3 separate regions of the Macaca mulatta genome follow, and regions 1 and 2 are each linked to region 3. Evidence: chromatin contacts called from public Hi-C data. All regions are on one chromosome and are shown on one strand. The core of a region is the stretch at or near the end of the contact, and the rest is flanking DNA. Distances in the headings are between cores, read along the strand shown.

Region 1 (3,053 bases), core at 541-3,040, 70 kb after region 3:
TGTCCTCCCCTCCCGCTTGTCCCCAGGGGAAAGTCTCCTTGGGAGAGGCAGCCAGGTTGGGACATGAGTCACCACAACAGCTGCAGGGGTCACAGAGAGGAACCTGACCCCTAGCACCTCCAACCTTCCCTGGCTTCCAGGGCAGGGAGGGTGGGTCGAGACACAGCCGAGGATTGATTCTGCTTGGATTCAGAACTGAGAGGCAGGTTAGCTTTGAGGTCACTGACCCTCTTCACACCCTGAGGCAAAGCCAAGGACAGTCCTGGCACCAGCCCCTCTATATTCTCCACGAGACATCGTTGAAACAAACTCTGGATGCCAGCTGGCTTGCTGGGTACCACCCAGTGCCAGGGGGCTGAACACAGAAGCCAGGACTGGACATGGGTCAGGGTACGGGAAGGAGACTGGAGACAGCACTCTGTTTATAGTTCTGTCCTGGCCTCCCCACCCCAAGTATGGGGCGTACTCATTAGCTCTGCCATATTTAGCTCAGATGCAGAGCCTGGTCCCAGAAGTGGGCACTGGGGGGACACCCATGGGCCAGCCCCGACAACCACAAGGAAAGAGACGCAACTCTGGCACATGATTGAGCATTTATTGCGGCACTAACAGAAGGTGCTGGGGGCCCCACCATCCTTGCCTCTGCCCTCTTCACCTCCCCCTCTCTCCCAGCTTCTTCTGCCTAGAGCATTCCAGATTCCCCTCACATTTTCCTGGATCAGGGCCACTCCTCCCAGGCACCTCTTGCCCTCACCAGTATCTTTTGTCCCTTCTCCTGGGGCTGAGGGTCCTCAGCTGTGCTGGCCCCCAACTCTCCACCCTTAGTGCCCACCGTCTCTGCCACCCTCCCTTTGGGAACTCAGGGGGCTCAGGCATCCTGGCCTCTGGCTCCCTCCTCCCCTAACCCCCAACTCTGGGCAAACTACAAAGCAGCCATGGCCAGCAGCTCCCCTCCACAGTCCTAGCCAGGAAGGGCCCAGCCCAGGGCGGGCACAGCGGAGCCCAAGTCACAGTCCCTCTCAGCCTCTCTGTGCTTCCTGGGACATGGAGCGGGACAGGGAGCGACGAAGGGCACCGGGCTTGCTGACAGGCACCACAGGGGGCAGCTGCTTGGTGATCTCAGCCACCTCCTGGCGGTCCACACACTGGCCACCCAGGGCTGTCTCCAGCGCCAGCAGCTCCTGCAGCTGGATGGGGGTGTCCTCGCGCTCCTCCTTGGTGGCGCCCATCTTGGCAGGGGTGAAGATGGGCAGTGGCAGTACCCGCTGGTAGGGCAGCTGGTACTCCTGCAGCCCACGGCCGAGGATGCCCATCCGCATCACCAGCCAGGGCGAGCGCTGCACCAGCGCCTGGCACTGCCCCTGCTGGTGGTAGGTCTCATGTCTCTGGGTGTCCTCCTCATGCAGGGAGCAGCTAGGGAGAGGGGAGGGGCAGTGAGTTCTTGGGAGCTGTTGCTCTCCGGGAACAGGCTGGGTGGGGGGCTCCCCAGGGCTGCTGGGACCTGGGAGCGGGAGGGGTGGTTCCCCTTTGCTCTTCCCATGGGGCATTCTTCCTTCCCCCACCCCCAGAAATTTCTCCAGGGCTTCATGCTCTGGCCTCAGGGCTCAGTGAGGGTGCTTTGGAGGAGCAGAGGCAGGACTCTGGCAGACCCACACTCACCCCTCCTCAGGCCGTGTGGACAGTGTCAGATCCTTCCATTCTGCCCAGAAGGCCTCCCGGCGCTCACAGTTCTCCTCGGACACCTCGCAGCTCAGCTCTGAGGTAGCCATGATCACTCCTCACTCCCTCTCCCCTCCCAGGCCCTTTAAATAGCCCCCTCCTCCCCCTTCTCCAGGGGCTATTTTCGGCCCCTCTGGTGTCAGATGCTATAAGCAGAGCCAAGACTCACTAATGGGGGGACGCCGGACCCAGGGCAGGGGTTAGGGTACCTGGACGCTGGCTGCTCCCTGGTCAGAGGTCTGGGGTTCAGGGCCCTATGCCTCCAGGTGCCTGACATTACTCAGACACCGTCTCAGGCCAGCCACATGCCCAGCCTCGTGCCCCCCTGGCACTTGCCCTCTGCCCCACCCACTCCCCTTTGCAGGGAGGACAGCAGCTTGTCTGTAAACAGAACAGGACCAGCAGGAACTGATGCCCCCTCTGGGCTCTGTACCAGGGCTGCCAGGTCCTGCCCTGGCTGTGCTCTCCTCTGCCTGGGCTCAAGGGCACATCCCCAGAAGGGACAGTGCAACCACGTCCTCAGGCGCCTGCACCGAAGGCCTAGTGCCTCGTCCCCAGTCACCCTCACCACACCAGCAGGGGCAGAGGAAGTCAATTCCATACCTGGGAACCTGGGGCATAAGCTTTGGTCAAGTGTTTTCCTTCCCCACAGCTGGTGGTCAGATAAGTGGTCTTAGGAGACAGGACAGTAGGGGTGGAGGGGGCCTCCAGTTCTACCCCAACACCCTGTGTTGGGTGAAATGGAAATCCAGGGGCTCTGATGGATGACAGAAGGCCTGGCTCCAGCTCCAGATCAGCCATAAATAGCCTGTGTGACCATGTGTCAGTTCCTGCCCCTCTCTGGGCCCCTTTCCCCACTTTCTGGCCACTACAAGAGGACCAGAAGACCTCTGGAGCCTGCCAGCTCTGATGTGCTACCTGGGAGGGGACTGGCTCTCCTTCATGGGGAGCAGGGGAGACAGATGGCTGTGGGGACAGTCCAGCACCCCAGGAGTGGCAACTCATGGTCCAAGAAGCTGGCACACAGGTGGTAGGCGTGGGGGGATGAGTGAGAACATTGCCGAGTGGACAAAGCAAAGGGCAGCAGGAGAGGCAGTGACAGGGGCTGAGCTCAGGACCCCGTGGGGACAGCAGAGTACCCAGGAGCAGGTAAGGCCCATGGGCACCCACCTGGGTGCAGAATTGCAGACTACTGATTACTGAGCACTGTGCCCGGTTCTTCGTATCTTTTAATCTCGTAACAACCCTGTGACATCAGTCACATTTTCATAAAGTAGGAAGCAGAAGCTGAGAGAGGTAGATTCGCCCAGGGTCACACACCTAGGCAGGACCAA
Region 2 (3,068 bases), core at 22-2,521, 98 kb after region 3:
GCTAGGTCAGATCACAGAGAGCCGTGTAAATTGTGCTAGGCGTTCAGCACATAGGCAACAGAAAGCCAGAAAAAGGTTATCAGCAAGGAATTGGCACCATCAGACTTGTGTTCTAAAAGGATCACAAGACTTACAGTTTGGAGACTGGGTTGCAAGCTGCCAGGGCTGGACTGTTGGGAATTGACAACACATCAACAGCGTGGTAACAGAAGAGATGGAGTGGGCCCAGTGTGAAGGATGTTCACGAAGTTGGCAGTACTAGGTCACTTTTAAGATGTGGGACTTGAAAGAGAGGAGAAAGTGTAAGGTAATTACCAGATTTCTGCCTGGGTTAGGGTAGAGGAAGAATTAATCTGCACGGAAAAGACCAGTTCAAGTTTGGATCCGGTGAGCTCCACGTGAAGCAGAGCTGTCCCAATGGCCGCTGGATAATCAAGCGTGGAGCTCCAGGGAAGGGCTGCGCTGAAGATGTGGATCTGGGTATTTAGTTGGCGTAAAGCTGAAGCCGTCGGGGTAAATGAGACCACTGAGATTCAGTGTACAGAGCGAGGAGTTGGGTGACAGAGGAAAACGTGAAGCGGGACTTCTGACCGACTGTCAGAGCGGTAGGAAGAAAACCAGGAGACACTGACTAAGCCAAAACAGGGGTGGGGTGGGGGAACGTGTCATTAGGAATGAGTGTCAATGGTACTATGCACCTCTAAGAACTCAAGACTTTAAAGGGCCCTTTTAATATCAATTAGGAAGTTATTCACAGCCGTTTCCAAAGGAAGTTGGGGAGATAAGGGAGGACACTGAGACGCAGACCTACCGGAATGCGTAGATGTTTTCCTCTCATCCCAGATTCCGACCCCTCCCCATACCTGCCCCTGCTCGTAACACCCAGACACCTTCCCCTCGCCTCTCTCCTCAGTTAAGACGGAGGTTTTGGAAGGAGATCCCGAACGCCCTCCTCGGGCTCCCCAGGATAGGGGGGTCGCCAAGAGTCAGTGCTGGAGACCCCGACCCGCGCGGGGCGGAGCGAAGCGAGGCCAGGCAGAGGAAGGGGGCGGAACCTGAGACGCAGCGGGTGTGGGAAGGGTCGGATGGAAACCAGCATAGACAGCGGATGGGGAAGCGGGTTCGACCAACGGGAGACGGCCCTTTCACGCCACCCGCTCCCACCGACCGCTCTGGGACCCACCTGCTCCATATCAGCCACGGCCCCGGCTCTTCCCGCCCCAGTCGCAGTCCGGCTCCGCAGCCTCAGTAGCGCCTCAGAGCGGAAGAAGATCTTTCAGCGGCGCCACTTCCGCCGCTGAGTCTGCCCCTGAGAGCGAAGCGGTACGTGCGTCCGCCTGCGGTTCCGCCCCTTCGCCCCGCCTCCAGCCCTGGCCCTGCGCAGAAGCGGGCGCGAAGGCCGAAGTCTAACTTAAGGGTAGGGGAGTGGAAAGAACACCGGGGCCGTAGTTATTAGGCCACACAGGCCTGGCTGTGAGGGAAAAAGGGGAATTTCCCGAGGGGAGCCCTGTGGGGATGGGGGAATCTTTGGAGGAATCCAGTTACTCGAGAAGGACTTCCCCACCCCACCCACCCCACCTGCCTCCTTCAGCTATCCCAAGCAGGAGCTAGAACTTCTGTGGTTCTTCCTCTGAGTGCCCCGAGCCTGCTGTCTGCCAGAAAGACTCCTAGAATAGAGGATTGGACAGTAGGGTCAAAACCCTAACCTTTGGTTGACCACTGGCCTTCCCTATCAGGATGCCCCATTACCTCCCTTTTCCTCCCGCTTCCCCTGAAAGAGGAGTCTCAGCACAGTTATTTACAAAGATTTATTACAGCACGGGAGGGGTTCAGGCCTGGAGTCAGGGAAAAAGGGGAAGGGGGCAGAGCAACTGGGGGACAAGGAAAACCTGGCGCCCCCTACCATGTGCCCCACTGGGGATATATACTAGGCGGCATTCCTGGCATCAAAGCACAAAACGCAACAAAGAAGTCTCTGCCAGTCCATCTTCCAGGCACCCAAGAGGAGCAAGGTGATTAAGGGAAGACTCCCAAAATGTTGAGGCTGTGGAGAAAAACGCCTTAGTCCTGGACCCTGGTAGAAGCCGGTGAGAGAAATGGTGACTTGGAATCCTCCATAGGAGAGTGGATGGAAAAGGATCTAAGGGTACCTCAAGGTTCTCAGGACCTCCCTTCCCCAGATCTTAGGGTCCTGCCCTGTGGGTCTCCTGTGTCCAGGGGAGAGGATCTGGGGAGAATTGTGAAGGGCAAATCCCTGTTCCCGGTTTTCTGGATTTTCCAGTGCGCGCTGTCTCACATCCCACCTCCCACTGGGTGAGTGGAGGAATGACTGGCAGGGGTAGGCATCAGGCAGCAAGTGCCCAGGTTCTCTGGGCATCAGCCAAAGGTGGGCAAACAAGCAAACACAGACCAGCCTTAGTCTTCTAGAAGTCAGAAGCCGCAGCCCTAGCAGGCGAGGGGAAGGGCACAAAACAGGGTGAGGATAGAGTGGGTTTCTGGGGAGCAGCGATGTCCCCTCCACTTCCTCCTGGGAGATGCAGGCTGGGTGCTTATGTGCCAGGCTCAGAGGGGGAAGGGCGCTGAGGTTCCTCCCCAGGCTCTGAAAGGCAAGCAGAGAGGCACTCAGGGCCTGGCCCCATCCACCAAGATCCCAGCCCCGCCTCCTCATTCCACACTCCCAAGCCTTACCACTTAGTGCTGGGTCTTCCACTTGGTCCTCAGAGCTTCCATCTCTCTCGGGCTCATCCAGAGGGGGTGGGCGCTCCCAGGGCCCCTCCAGACCCTGGCCACAGGTTGTCTTTTGCCCAGCTGGGGATGGGAAAGAGGAGATAAGAACACAGGCTCCGGATAGCCATCTGGCTGTCCTGGAGTGTGAGCTAAGTCTCTGACGGCTGAGGTTAAGCTTTCCAGGGGCATCATGGCAGCATGGAGAGAGCACTAGGCTTGAACAGCTCTCCCAGTGACTAGCCATATGGCTTACATAAGTCAGTTAGTACCTTTCTGAAGGAAATAGTAAGGGGGAAATTGTGTAGATTACTTTAAACAGTAATCTACACAACAGTAAAGGT
Region 3 (3,430 bases), core at 872-3,371:
AAAAGGCAAAGTTAGAGACAGAAAGCAGATCAGTGGTTGCATAGGACTGGAATTGGGAGCTGAATTGACCAGAAACAGGTGGGAAGGACTTACCAGGTTGACGGAAACATTCTGTAACTGGATTGTGGTGATGGTTAGGCAACTGTACAAATGACAGCATTTTCTTTCTTTTCTTTTTTTTTTTTTTTTTTAACACAGTCTCACTCTGTCGTCCAGTCGTCCAGGCTGGAGTGCAGTGGTATCTCAGCTCACTGAAACCTCCACCTCCCAGGTTCAAGCGATTCTCCTGCCTCAACCTCTGGAGTAGCTGGGATTACAGGTGTGCGCCAGCACACCCAGCTAATTTTTGTATTTTTAGTAGAGACAGGGTTTTGCTGAGTTGGCCAGGCTGGTCTTGAACTCCTGGCCTCAAGTGATCCGCCCACCTTGACCTCCCAAAATGCTGGGATTACAGGTGTGAGCCACCATGCCCTGACTGTTTATATATATATATAAAAGCCCAGGTGCAGCGGTAATCCCAGCACTTTCAGAGGCCGAGGTGGACAGATCACAAGGTCAGGAGTTCGAGACCAGCCTGGTCAACATGGTGAAACCCCATCTCCACTAAAAATAGAAAAATTAGCCAGCGGGGTGGCTGGCGCCTGTAATCCCAGCTGCTCAGGAGGCTGAGACAGGAGACTCACTTAGGCCGGGAGGTAGAGGTTGCAGTGAGCTGAGATCGCGCCATTGCACTCCAACCTGGGCAACAGAGAAAGACTCCGATTCAAAAAAAAAAAATACAAAACTTAGCTGGGTGTGGTGGCTAGCACCTGTAATCTCAGCTACTAGGGAGGCTGAGGCAGGAGAATCGCTTGAACCCAGGAGGCAGAGGTTGCAGTGAGCCGAGATGGCACCATTGCACTCAAGTTTGGGTGACAGAGCAGGACTCCCTCTCAAAAAAAAAAAAAAAAGAAAAAGAAAAAGAAAAATAGCCTAAAGGGACACTAGAGTGGGTGGCGTGCTAGGATACCATAGCGCTACTGCAGGCAGGGAAAAGGCAGCAAGGACCTGAGCAGCCTCCATTTCCAGAGTTGCAAAATGGGAATAATGACACCAGTCCCCCAGTGAGAGGCTGGATAAGAAGGGGATGTGCAGGAACTGTTGGGGGCACACAGCCTGAAGAGTGTCTACGGTTCTCCAGTGCAGGCAAGAGGCAGTTACAAAAGACTGGAAAAAGCAGTTTAGAGCTTTGGGATCAGAAACACTTGGGTATGTAACTATAGGGCGGTTCCAAATGGCATCAGCGCAGGGCGTGGTGCCTCACGCCTGTAATCCCAGCACTTTGGGAGGCCAAGGCGGGCAGATCATTTGAGGTCAGGAGTTCGAGACCAGCCTGGCCAACATGGTGAAACCCTGTCTCTCCTAAAACAAACAAACGAACAAAAAACTGGGCCGGGCGCGGTGACTCATGTCTGTAATTCCAGCACTTTAGCAGGCCGAGGAGGGTGGATCACCTGAGGTCAAGAGTTCGAGACCAGCCTGACTAACATGGTGAAACCCTGTCTCTACTAAGAACACAAAATTAGCCGGGTGCGGTGGCACGCGCCTGTAGTCCCAACTACTTGGGAGGCTGAGGCAGAAGAATCGTTTGAACCCCGGAGGCGGAGGTTGCAGTGAGCCGAGATCGCGCCATTGCACTCCAGCCTGGGCAACAAGAGTGAAAAAAAACAACAAATGCCATCAGCATGTGAGCGAGAAAATGTCAACTATTTCATACATCAGCCACACCCACTCCCATCTCCAGGATGGTTGCCCCACCGCTTTCTCTTTCTTTTGTAAACTGAAAAGCGCTCTGCAGTCTAAGATAGTCCATTAGAGTAAATGAAGCCGTGAAGTCCGGCGGACATCGGGAGTGGGGAAGCCCGGCATTCCGGGAGACCGGGCCGGGGAAGGAGGGTCTGTACCGGTTCTCCCAGACTCTGCCCGGGGCGCGAGCTCCGGAGCTGCCGTACGAGGTCAAAACGTAGCAATGGCGGAGGCCTACAGGGGGCGCCCGGACGCCACGCTCGGCCCCGCCCCAACGCCACGCTCGGCCCCGCCACGCTCCAGAGGCCCCGCCCCGTCACGTGCCCGCTGAGCGCGTCACACCCGGAAGCAGGGGCCCGAGCGGAGCAGGCAGCTATGAGCGGGGAGCCGGGGCAGACGTCCGTAGCGCCCCCTCCCGAGGAGGTGGAGCCGGGGAGTGGGGTCCGCATCATGGTGGAGTACTGGTGAGCGGTCCCGGCTGGAGGACCCCTACCCTGGTCCCGTGGGCCGGACGGAGGTGGGTCCACGGGAGGCCCCACCCCCGAGTCCCCAGCCCAGCCCCATTTCTTCTCCCCAGTGAACCCTGCGGCTTCGAGGCGACCTACCTGGAGCTGGCCAGTGCTGTGAAGGAGCAGTATCCGGGCATCGAGATCGAGTCGCGCTTGGGGGGCACAGGTGAGGCTCATGGAACACCTGCTGAGTCAGTCTGTACTCTAAATCCCAGCTCTCCCGCTTTCTAGTTCTGACATTGGCTGCTTTATGTAAAGTGCCTGCAGTGCCTGACACATGGTAAAATGTCCAGCCAACATGAGTTCCCTTCCATATGTCAGGGGGTTCACAGAGGCCTGCGGGGGAAAAACCTATTAGACTGCAATCGTGTAGGGTTGGAGGGGAGGGAGTCTTTCATTGTTGCCAGGGGCACACAGGCGGGGCCTCCCTCAGGTTCCCTGGAGTTGACCCAGGGTTGGGGAATGGCTTAAGGAGCTACAAATGGGTCTCCAGTGGGAGTGGTGGGGGACCCCTTTGAAGGAACTCCTGATTTCTGCCTATGTTCTCAGTGTACCATTTATTTATCTGTTGATTTCTTACCAGGTGCCTTTGAGATAGAGATAAATGGACAGCTGGTGTTCTCCAAGCTGGAGAATGGGGGCTTTCCCTATGAGAAAGATGTGAGTATTTGCAGTGTTGGGAGGACCTCTGGGTCATCCTACCCCAACAGTGCATCATCCTGTCATTCCACATCTCTGTCCTCTAGCTCATTGAGGCCATCCGAAGAGCCAGTAAAGGAGAACCCCTAGAAAAGATCACCAACAGCCGTCCTCCCTGCATCATCCTGTGACTGCACAGGATTCTGGGTTCCTGCTCTGTTCTGGGGTCCAAGCCTTGGTCTCCCTTTGGTCCTGCTGGGAGCTCCCCCTGCCTCTTTCCCTTACTTAGCTCCTTAGCAAAGAGACCCTGGCCTCCACTTTGCCCTTTTGGGTACGAGGAAGGAATAAGATTCCATGGCCTTGGGGGCAGGAGAGAGACACTCTCCACGGACACTTCCTCAGCCACCTTATACCCCCTTCCCAGGATAAGTGCCCACAAAAGCCTGGTCCACTCTTCACCTCGGTAATACCTGTCTGATGCCACAGTAGATTTTATT

Evidence for each region. A called contact is a pair of places that touch in the nucleus more often than the background predicts.
Region 1: a contact with region 3 is called in a Hi-C map of blood, with 2.0 times the contacts expected there. The contact joins the promoter of TCAP here to the promoter of MIEN1 in region 3. A contact is called at or near these places in 2 of 14 Hi-C or Micro-C datasets (CD4 T cells and blood).
Region 2: a Hi-C map of fetal cortical plate shows a contact between it and region 3, with 2.3 times the contacts expected there. The contact joins the promoter of STARD3 here to the promoter of MIEN1 in region 3. A contact is called at or near these places in 2 of 14 Hi-C or Micro-C datasets (blood and fetal cortical plate).

What each region holds. Positions count from the first base shown.
Region 1 is chr16:64,014,089-64,017,141 of T2T-MMU8v2.0, reverse strand. It overlaps TCAP (titin-cap), which reads right to left and starts at 1,790. Exons shown (of 2, transcript NM_001266832.1): 1 at 1,660-1,790; 2 at 582-1,413. The coding sequence starts at 1,769. The coding sequence ends at 1,020. The region is part of intron 1 of PNMT (phenylethanolamine N-methyltransferase); the gene reads right to left.
Region 2 is chr16:63,984,917-63,987,984 of T2T-MMU8v2.0, reverse strand. STARD3 (StAR related lipid transfer domain containing 3) reads right to left here and starts at 1,271. Exons shown (of 13, transcript XM_077971486.1): 1 at 1,184-1,271. It overlaps PPP1R1B (protein phosphatase 1 regulatory inhibitor subunit 1B), which reads right to left. Exons shown (of 7, transcript NM_001266974.1): 6 at 2,689-2,808; 7 at 1,794-2,599. The coding sequence ends at 2,550.
Region 3 is chr16:64,083,802-64,087,231 of T2T-MMU8v2.0, reverse strand. It overlaps MIEN1 (migration and invasion enhancer 1), which reads left to right and starts at 2,121. Exons shown (of 4, transcript NM_001266804.1): 1 at 2,121-2,249; 2 at 2,363-2,460; 3 at 2,878-2,954; 4 at 3,041-3,304. The coding sequence starts at 2,161. The coding sequence ends at 3,124. LOC144335663 (a long non-coding RNA gene) reads right to left here and starts at 1,702. Exons shown (of 3, transcript XR_013406711.1): 1 at 739-1,702; 2 at 94-225.